Regions from separate parts of the Mus musculus genome. Here region 2 is linked to region 1. Evidence: chromatin contacts called from public promoter capture Hi-C data. All regions are on one chromosome and are shown on one strand. Each heading gives the region's core, a stretch centred on a gene start, on an enhancer-like site or on the middle of the called end of the contact. The rest is flanking DNA. Distances are from core to core; before and after follow the strand shown.

Region 1 (3,957 bases), core at 664-3,163:
TCTTCAGGGTGAGTTCCAGTACAGCCAGGGCTACACAGAGGAACCCTGTCTCAAAACAAAGCAACAAAACTGGGTCCTGTGAAAGATCAGCCACTTGCTCTTATTTGCTGCCTTTAATCCCAGCACTTGGGAGACAGAGGCAGGCAGATTTCTGTGAGTTTGAGGTGAGCCTGGTCTACAGAGTGAGTTCCAAGACAGCCAGGGCTACACAGAGAAACTCTGCCTTGAGAAAGAATAAAAATTACTTAAAAAAAAACCAAAACAAACAAATAAACAAACAAAAAAAACCTTAAAATCTGTCAATCTCTTGGGCATCTGGTATTAAAGACAGAAAGTGTCACCCAGTAATGCTGAATGTTAAGCACCCAGGGGGACTTAGTGAAAGAATGTGGGGGTCCACCTGCAGAGTTCTTCTGGTTCAGGGAGTTTCCAGTGAGACTGGATGTATTTCTAAGTTCTCAGGCACTACTGCTGCTATAGCCACCATACTTTTGAGAACCCTAGGCTTTAAGCTCAGGGTGTGAAGCCAAGTGTGGTGTCACCCAGTAGGGCAGCAGGCTGGAAATCTTCAGCACTCCACATGCTGAGGCAGGAGGATTTTGAGTTTGAGGCTCCTAAAGGCTACACACAGCAAAGTTGTCTGGCAAACAACCTAAGACTCAGATCTGCCTCTCTCCCACCCCCAAGCTTCTAGAGTTTCCAGTATCGTGAAGTAGGGAAATTAACCACTAGCTAAGAACAATAGGAATGTTTTTGAGGTATTCCTAAAAATAGGTATGTTTGAGGAACAAAGTAGAATGAGGCTGAATAGGGACAACTTGAAAAGCCATCAGAAGATGCTCAACCTGACCTGAACGTCACCAAAGAAAGCTGCGGGGACCTCGGGGAAGTGGGAAGAGTTCTGTCAACTCCAGACTTCCCAGTAAATTACTGAGCGTGTAACACAAGGGCAACCTCTCCTTTGGAGTATGTCCCACAGATATTATCTCATTTTACAAGGGGTTCCTGAGAAGATAAGAAACTTGCCCACGGTCATCTATATAGTAGGAAGGAAAATATAAACCGGAATTCAGCGCTAAGCAGGGTAGTTGACTCAGGTGAGCCCTCTGCTTCTTCCTGCCGCCCAAATGACGCCACCTAAACTCCTACCTTCTTTCTCCAAGCTTTCTCTTTAAGCTCTTTTCCAGCCTCCCCCCCCCCCGGGCTCTTTCATAATTATTCATACGAATGAAGCAAGGACAAGAAACAAGTCTGTTTCTGTAACCTAAGCCTCGCTGAGGAGGAGATGGAAATCCTTGTCTTGACCTGCCCGGCCTCCTCTAGGTCATTGTGACGATCAAGAGCTTAATAAGATCAAGGTTTTGTTTTTTTTTTTTTTTTTCCCCTGGCTGGCCTTCAGGCCTCCCTCCCTGGGCGCCCGCAGCTGGCCACACCCTGGTACTAGACCCTACAGTTTACTCGGCCTTAGGGGATGGGTGCTGTCCAGCAGGTGTGTACCATCGCCCCGGCGGGCGGGACTGCAGTTTCCGGACTATCCTGGCATCCGAACAGCGCTGGGCGTGTCTGCGGTCAGGCAAACCCCAAACAGAGATGACCTGGGATTGAGGACGATCGCAGAGAGCCCGCCACCCACAGGAGTCGCTGCCCAACCCTCCGCGCTCAGCCTCTGCATCCCGGCCCACCCCAGTTCCTGGACAGTGATTAACAAAAACAAAAACCAAAAACATCTCCCCGCCTCCGGCACCCTCCCAATGCCAGGCCTGGGAGCCGGGGCGAGGAGAGTTAACCCAACCCGTTTTAGTTGAGGCCGAGGGCCCGGCCGATGGCAGCGCCTCCCATTGGCTGCTGAGCCGGCTCTTCGCTGATTGGCTGAGGCGCTCGGCTGCAGCTCTTGGAGAGTCCCCATTGGCGCTGCGTTCCAAGGACCCGAGAGTGGCCGCCCGGCCTCTGCAGACTACCTCGGGTAAAGGTGCTCTAGCTCCCGCAGCTACTTTGCCACGCTTATTCTTAGCCGGAATCCTAACTTCTTTCACAACCCTCCTCTCGCTGTTGTCGAGCCACCTTCGGCTTTTCCCTCTGATTCTTTTTCTGTTGTTGCTTTTCTTTTTCCTGCTTCTCCAGCTACCATTTCGTAACTCCGTTTTCCTAAGATACGCTCTGGTACCCCCATCCTAGGCATTCCCACCTGCCAGCTTCTAACTTCTGCTCCTCCCTGATCTCAGTTCCCTTGTCAACAGGGCCTTGTTGCCATACCCTACTACACTCCTCTTTCTTTCCTTTTGCTACCTTCTGATCCCCAAACTCCCTCTAACCTCACTTGACTTCTTGACATTTGACCCAGACAATTTAGCTCTCTTAAATTTCTACCTGTTGCAGCCTGGGCTTCAAAGAGCCAGGTGTTGTTCATATCCATCCCTGCTTTCTGAAGCTGTTTCTACCTTTACCATGGACTTCTTAATGAGTGGTGTAGCAGCCTGTGGAGCCTGTGTGTTCACCAATCCCTTGGAGGTTGTGAAGACCAGAATGCAATTGCAGGGAGAACTGCAGGCCCCAGGCACCTACCAGCGCCACTACCGAAACGTCTTCCACGCCTTCTTCACCATTGGCAAGGTGGATGGCCTAGCTGCCCTGCAGAAGGGCCTGGGCCCTGCGCTCTTGTACCAGTTCTTGATGAATGGCATCCGACTGGGCACCTACGGGCTGGCAGAGTCTCGGGGTTACCTGCACACTAATGAAGGCACCCACAGTCCTGTCCGCAGCGCCGCAGCTGGGGCCCTTGCTGGGGTCATGGGAGCATATCTGGGAAGCCCAATCTACATGGTAAGAAGAGGGGTCTGTCTGGTCTGGGGCTTTCAGAAAAGACTTTTGGCAGAGGGTGGGAGCCTGCCCTTTACAAAGGCATTGGTGACAGGGTGCTGTGCCCCATAAGCAGAAAATGGCACAGGAAAATGCTGGCAAGCTTCAAGGCCTTCTGATCTGCCTTATACACAGACACCCAACAGACTCTGCAATGTGTTGATGAAGATTACAGACTTAGCGTAAGGAGAACTCCTTTGAGTTGGGGTGTCATTTGTTTGTTGAGGCAGGGTCTCCCTATATTGTAGTATCAACACTTGCTCTTGTAGCCCAGCCTGGCTTCTAACTACAGTCCACCCTGAGTCTTCTCAGTGCTTCAGTTAACAGGTATGCATCCTAGCGGTATGCATTCAACTGAACTTTGAATCACACTTCCTAGCACTCATTGTTGCCATGTTGATAAGACAGGAATAATTATAGACTCTTGTGAAGTTGCTGAGAGGACTGAAGGAGACACATGAGATGTACATATGAAGGGTTCATATAGATCCCGGCAGATGGTGGGCATCTGACAATATTCCTCTCTTCTCTTCTCTTCTCTTCTCTTCTCTTCTCTTCTCTTCTCTTCTCTTCTCTTCTCTTCTCCTCTCCTCTCCTCTCCTCTCCTCTCCTCTCCTCTCCTCTCCTCTCCTCTCCTCTCCTCTCCTCTCCTCTCTCTCTCTCTCCTCTCTCTCTCTCCCCTCTCCCCCTCTCCTCTCTCTCCTCTCTTTCCTCTCTCTCCTCTCTCTCCTTTCTCTCCCCTCTCTCTTTCCCTCTTTTCCCTTGATACAGGCAGAGCCTGGCTATATGACCCAGGCTAATGGGAAACTCACTAGGAACCCAAGCTGGCGTGAAGCTCTTGCTCCTCCTTGCCTGTGCCACCCAGATGCTCTGATTACCAATATGTGCCACCATGCCCAGTGCAGCTTTTACTGTCTTATTCCTGGGGCTGACTTTGTGTAGAAGGATGAGGAATCTGAGAAACAGGCGTCACGAAGTGTAGGTCAGGAAAGTCCCGGGCATCACAGAATTGTACACACTCTCACAACTTGCTCCTGTGAGTTATCAGATGGTGAAGGGCTGGAAGCCTGGATCCAGAGAGGGTTGGTGTCCTGCTCAAGG
Region 2 (3,957 bases), core at 521-3,020, 130 kb before region 1:
TCCAAAGCCGTTTGGTATAGCTACAGAAAGAGAAACGCAGAGGAATAACATCAGCAGCTCCCTTTATATTTGGACTATATTGATGATGTCACAAAGCAAAACACATTTAGCAATATCATACTGTTTCACGGTACAGACAAAGTATAAAGAAGCTTAACCATTAGACTACATCAGTGGTCACTTCTCCAAACTGCTCCAAGGACAAAGATCCTTAAACATCTCAACAGGCTTTTCTGGAGATCCTGAGAACAGAACTGAGGGCAGAGGGCTGCCCACTGTCTCCCTAACAGATGCTACAAGGATGCATATAAGAGCATCATGCCACACATGGACTCACAGACTGTGGTAGCATGCACAGTGCCTGCACAGCTCCACACCAGCCAGGACCCCAGTGCTAAGATGGGGAAGTAGACATGAGCCCCATCTCTAACCAAGGAGCTATTGCCAACTCACTGACAAACATCCACAAAGGAAAAGCTAGTCTCCATGGGCATCTCACAGGGCTGACACACCACACTTACAGGCAGGCCCTATGCTCACAGCACAGGTGACCAACACAAACCAATCCAAAAGTATTTGTAGTTTTTGTTTGTTTGTTTGTATTTGTGTTTGTGTTTCTGGTCTCATGTTGCTTTGTTTTGGCTTTTTTTTTTTTTTTAAACCTTTCTGGTCTTTTGCTTGTACATTACCATTTTTAGTTTTGTATTTTACGGGATGGGTGTGTGTCTGCATATGTATGTATTTCTCTTGCTCTTTTTGTTTTTCTTGTTAGTTCATTAGTTTTGTTTTATTCTTGTTTGTTTGAATTTCCCTGTTTTCCTAAGACAGAGAGAAAGTATAGAGTTGGAAGGGTGGGGAGACGGAGAAGGTCTGGGAGGAGATGAGGGAGGGAAAACATGATCAGAATATTGTATAAAAAATTACTTGCAATTGAAAAAAACTAAAAAAATATGGCAAACTGAGTACAGTATATGGGTACAGTATAGGCAGGGGGATCTCTGAGGTTGAGACCAGCCTGAGGGGTGTGTGTGTGTGTGTGTGTGTGTGTGAGTGTGTGAGTGTGTGTAGAGAGAAAGAATGCACACATTCACAAGTACCAAGGCAGGCAGGGCTACAGAGTGAAACCATATCTCAAGAAAAAAGAAAAGAAAGAAAAGAGAAAAGAAAAGGCAAGACAAAGAGAAGGTAAGAGGAATACTGTGCCGAGGGGCTGAATAGATAGCTCAGTGGTTAAGAGCACTTCCAGAGGTCCTGAGTTCAATTCCCAACAACCACATGGTGGCTCACAACCATCTGTAACAGGATTCGATGCCCTGTTCTGGTGTGTCTGAAGAAAACTACAATGTACTCACATACATGAATTAAATCTAAACACACACACACACACACACACACACACACACACATAAAAGAAATACTGTGCCAAACCAGTAGTCAGCATGATAATACTCTCAATAATGAAATGTGACTGACACAGCAAATTGAATTTCACCGTTCATTGAAATGAGTATAAAGTTTAACAGTCACTTCTGGCTACTTGAGCAGCACAAATGCAGGAAATGCTGTCCCAATTGCCCAGAGAACCTCCTCTCACTCTAGAGGATAAAATGTATTTTGAGAAGGGCAGGAAGGCATGGGGGGCAGTGGAAGCTGGGATATGAACTGCTGACTACCTAAACAAGTGGGATTGGAAAGCTCTGGGGTTAGGCTGCAAGGCTCTCAGGCTGGCCACAGAAGGCTTCACCTCATTAAGCGCATTTAACACACACACTAAATAAACAAGAAGAATCTTATCAGTTCCCCTGCATGTTACCTTTGTGGGCAGTTCAAGACCCAGTAACAGAATGTTCTATTTGAGCCAACCTTCTATCAATCTAGATAGTAACTCAAAGTTCTCTTCGTATCTGTTTTTCTATGACATACTAAATGGCAAAAGCAAGAAATAATTATTTAGGTAGGACCAAAAAACTTAATACGAGACTCTGGGTGTGATGGCACATGCCTATAATCCCAGAACCTGGGAGGGAGAGGCTCAAAGATCAGGAATTAATTCAAGGTCATCTTCAGGCCATCCTAGGCTTGGTGAGACTGTGTCTCAAAACTAACCACCAATCTATGGTAGCAAAAAAATGTATAAGAAATAACTCAAATCAAGAAGAAAAAAAACACTTGTAAAACTTATCTTTTTTTGTACTTTCAAATTTAAATTTACTACATGGAACTGAGAATATAGATCAGTGTCAGTACCTTTTGCCAAGCAAACACAGAGCTCTAGGTTCAATACCCAGGCCCGACAAAGACAGACAGACAGACAGACAGAGAGATAGACAGAGACAGACAGACAGACAGACAGACAGACAGAAAGAAGGGAGGGAGGGAAGGAGGGAGGGAGGGAGGGAGGGAGGGGGGAGGGAGGGGGGAGGAAGAAGGAATCTGCATGAACATATATTTCTATAATAACCAAAATAAGGTCTTAAAAATAAAATCTAAAACTTAAAAACTTTTTAACTTTTTAAAACTTTTACTTAAGCTGCTCTTGTGTTGAGCGCAGACACCATCCCACTGCGACAGATCAGTGACCTGGAAAGCCCATCCTTCCTCTGCTTCCTGGATACTACAGTAACTTGTAAACTGCCGTTCACGCAGAACTGTAGCAGCTCTGCTACACCAGCAAATACATTTGAAACTGATCATCTAACATGGCCTTCAAGAGAAAATACAAACCTTTTGGTGAAGGAAAACTGTTTTCTGTGCCTTTCCCAACAGGCGTTGCAGGCAAGGAGAGTGAAGCCTGGACCGCAGAATCCATCTTCTCACAGTCCAGAGTTGGAGAGCTGGGGGCAGACTTGCGGGTCACTTCCTGTTGTCGTTCCCGAACTGCTAGTTCTTGCCTTAAATCTGCAAAATGTCGCAAACAAAAGCAGGAATCCTCATTAGAGGGAGCAAATATACCCTGCAAGTCCCAACAAAAACATCATATAAACATTCCTCCTATGTTACTAGTTCTCAAAACAAGCTTCCTATCTAAAAATTTTTATCTCTTTAACAAAATGTGAACTCCCCTAGAACTTAAAAATACAAAGTAGTGAGATGGCTTAGTAGTTACGGCACTTGTTTCCAGACCTGACAACCAGAGTTCCATCCCTGAGACAGACATGGGAGACTGAGAGAACCAACCCCTACAAGATGTCCTCTGACTTCCACAGTGGCTAGTGTACGCACACAACACACACACACACAAAATAAAAATAATTTAAAAGAAAGAATTTTAAAATGCTATAACCTCTCAGAGAACAGTATTATGCCCAAAGGTAAAAAGAAATTGAGCAGTGAGGGCTAAAGAGATGGCTTTTCCACTGGACAAGTTTAGTTCCCAATCCATGTCAGACGGATGCCTATAACTCTAGCTCCAAGAGCATCTGATACCCTCTTCTGGCCTCTGCAGGCACCTGCACATAAGTGGCATATACATATACACAAATAAAATAATAAATCTTAAAAAAAAAAGACACAACTAGAACTCACAGAGAAACTAAGTAACACGGGACATCCCTAACCAACTGTGCATATGCAGTTGCCGTGAAGATTACTACCAAATGCCAATGAAGCTTTACAAAGTTTTATAGTTTTTTTTATTTTTTTATTATTTGGTTTAAACAAGATCTCACTATACAGTTCTGGTAGGCCTGGAATTCTCTATGTAGATGAGGCTGGCCTCAAACTTGCAAAGATGCAACTGTTTTTGTTTCCAGTATACCAGGTTTAAAGGCATGCATTACCACATCTCAGATTTTTTAAACTACCACTATGAAATCATTTTTCAATACTGAATTTTTAATATTTCCAATTATATACCTACCCTGAAAATATCTTCATATGTTAAAAGAAAAAGGATATAAAGAGGCAAATCTCTGAGAATTCAAAGCCAACCTTGTCTACACAGAAAGTTCCAGGATA

What was found. Promoter capture Hi-C pulls out the DNA fragments that hold promoters and counts their contacts.
Region 2: a contact with region 1 is called in a promoter capture Hi-C map of the HPC-7 cell line. The contact joins the enhancer-like site here to the promoter of Slc25a35 in region 1. A contact is called at or near these places in 2 of 39 promoter capture datasets (the HPC-7 cell line and macrophages), 2 of 484 Hi-C or Micro-C datasets (the C10 cell line and brown adipocytes), 2 of 115 datasets of contacts at active chromatin or transcription factors (bone marrow-derived macrophages and embryonic limb bud) and 3 of 9 other capture datasets (adipose tissue, liver and pancreatic islet).

Annotation. Positions count from the first base shown.
Region 1 is chr11:68,966,218-68,970,174 of GRCm38.p6, forward strand. Slc25a35 (solute carrier family 25, member 35) reads left to right here and starts at 1,914. Exons shown (of 5, transcript NM_028048.2): 1 at 1,914-2,820. The coding sequence starts at 2,446.
Region 2 is chr11:68,833,426-68,837,382 of GRCm38.p6, forward strand. It overlaps Ndel1 (nudE neurodevelopment protein 1 like 1), which reads right to left. Exons shown (of 9, transcript NM_023668.3): 6 at 2,725-2,898; 7 at 1-20. Among named protein-coding and RNA genes, the nearest start is that of Ndel1, 18 kb to the right of the region's middle. Within about 2 kb of position 1,771, at least 4 of the 459 cell types and tissues checked have an H3K27ac peak or open chromatin away from gene starts, as enhancers often do. A contact at or near this core is called in the HPC-7 cell line, where this site is marked.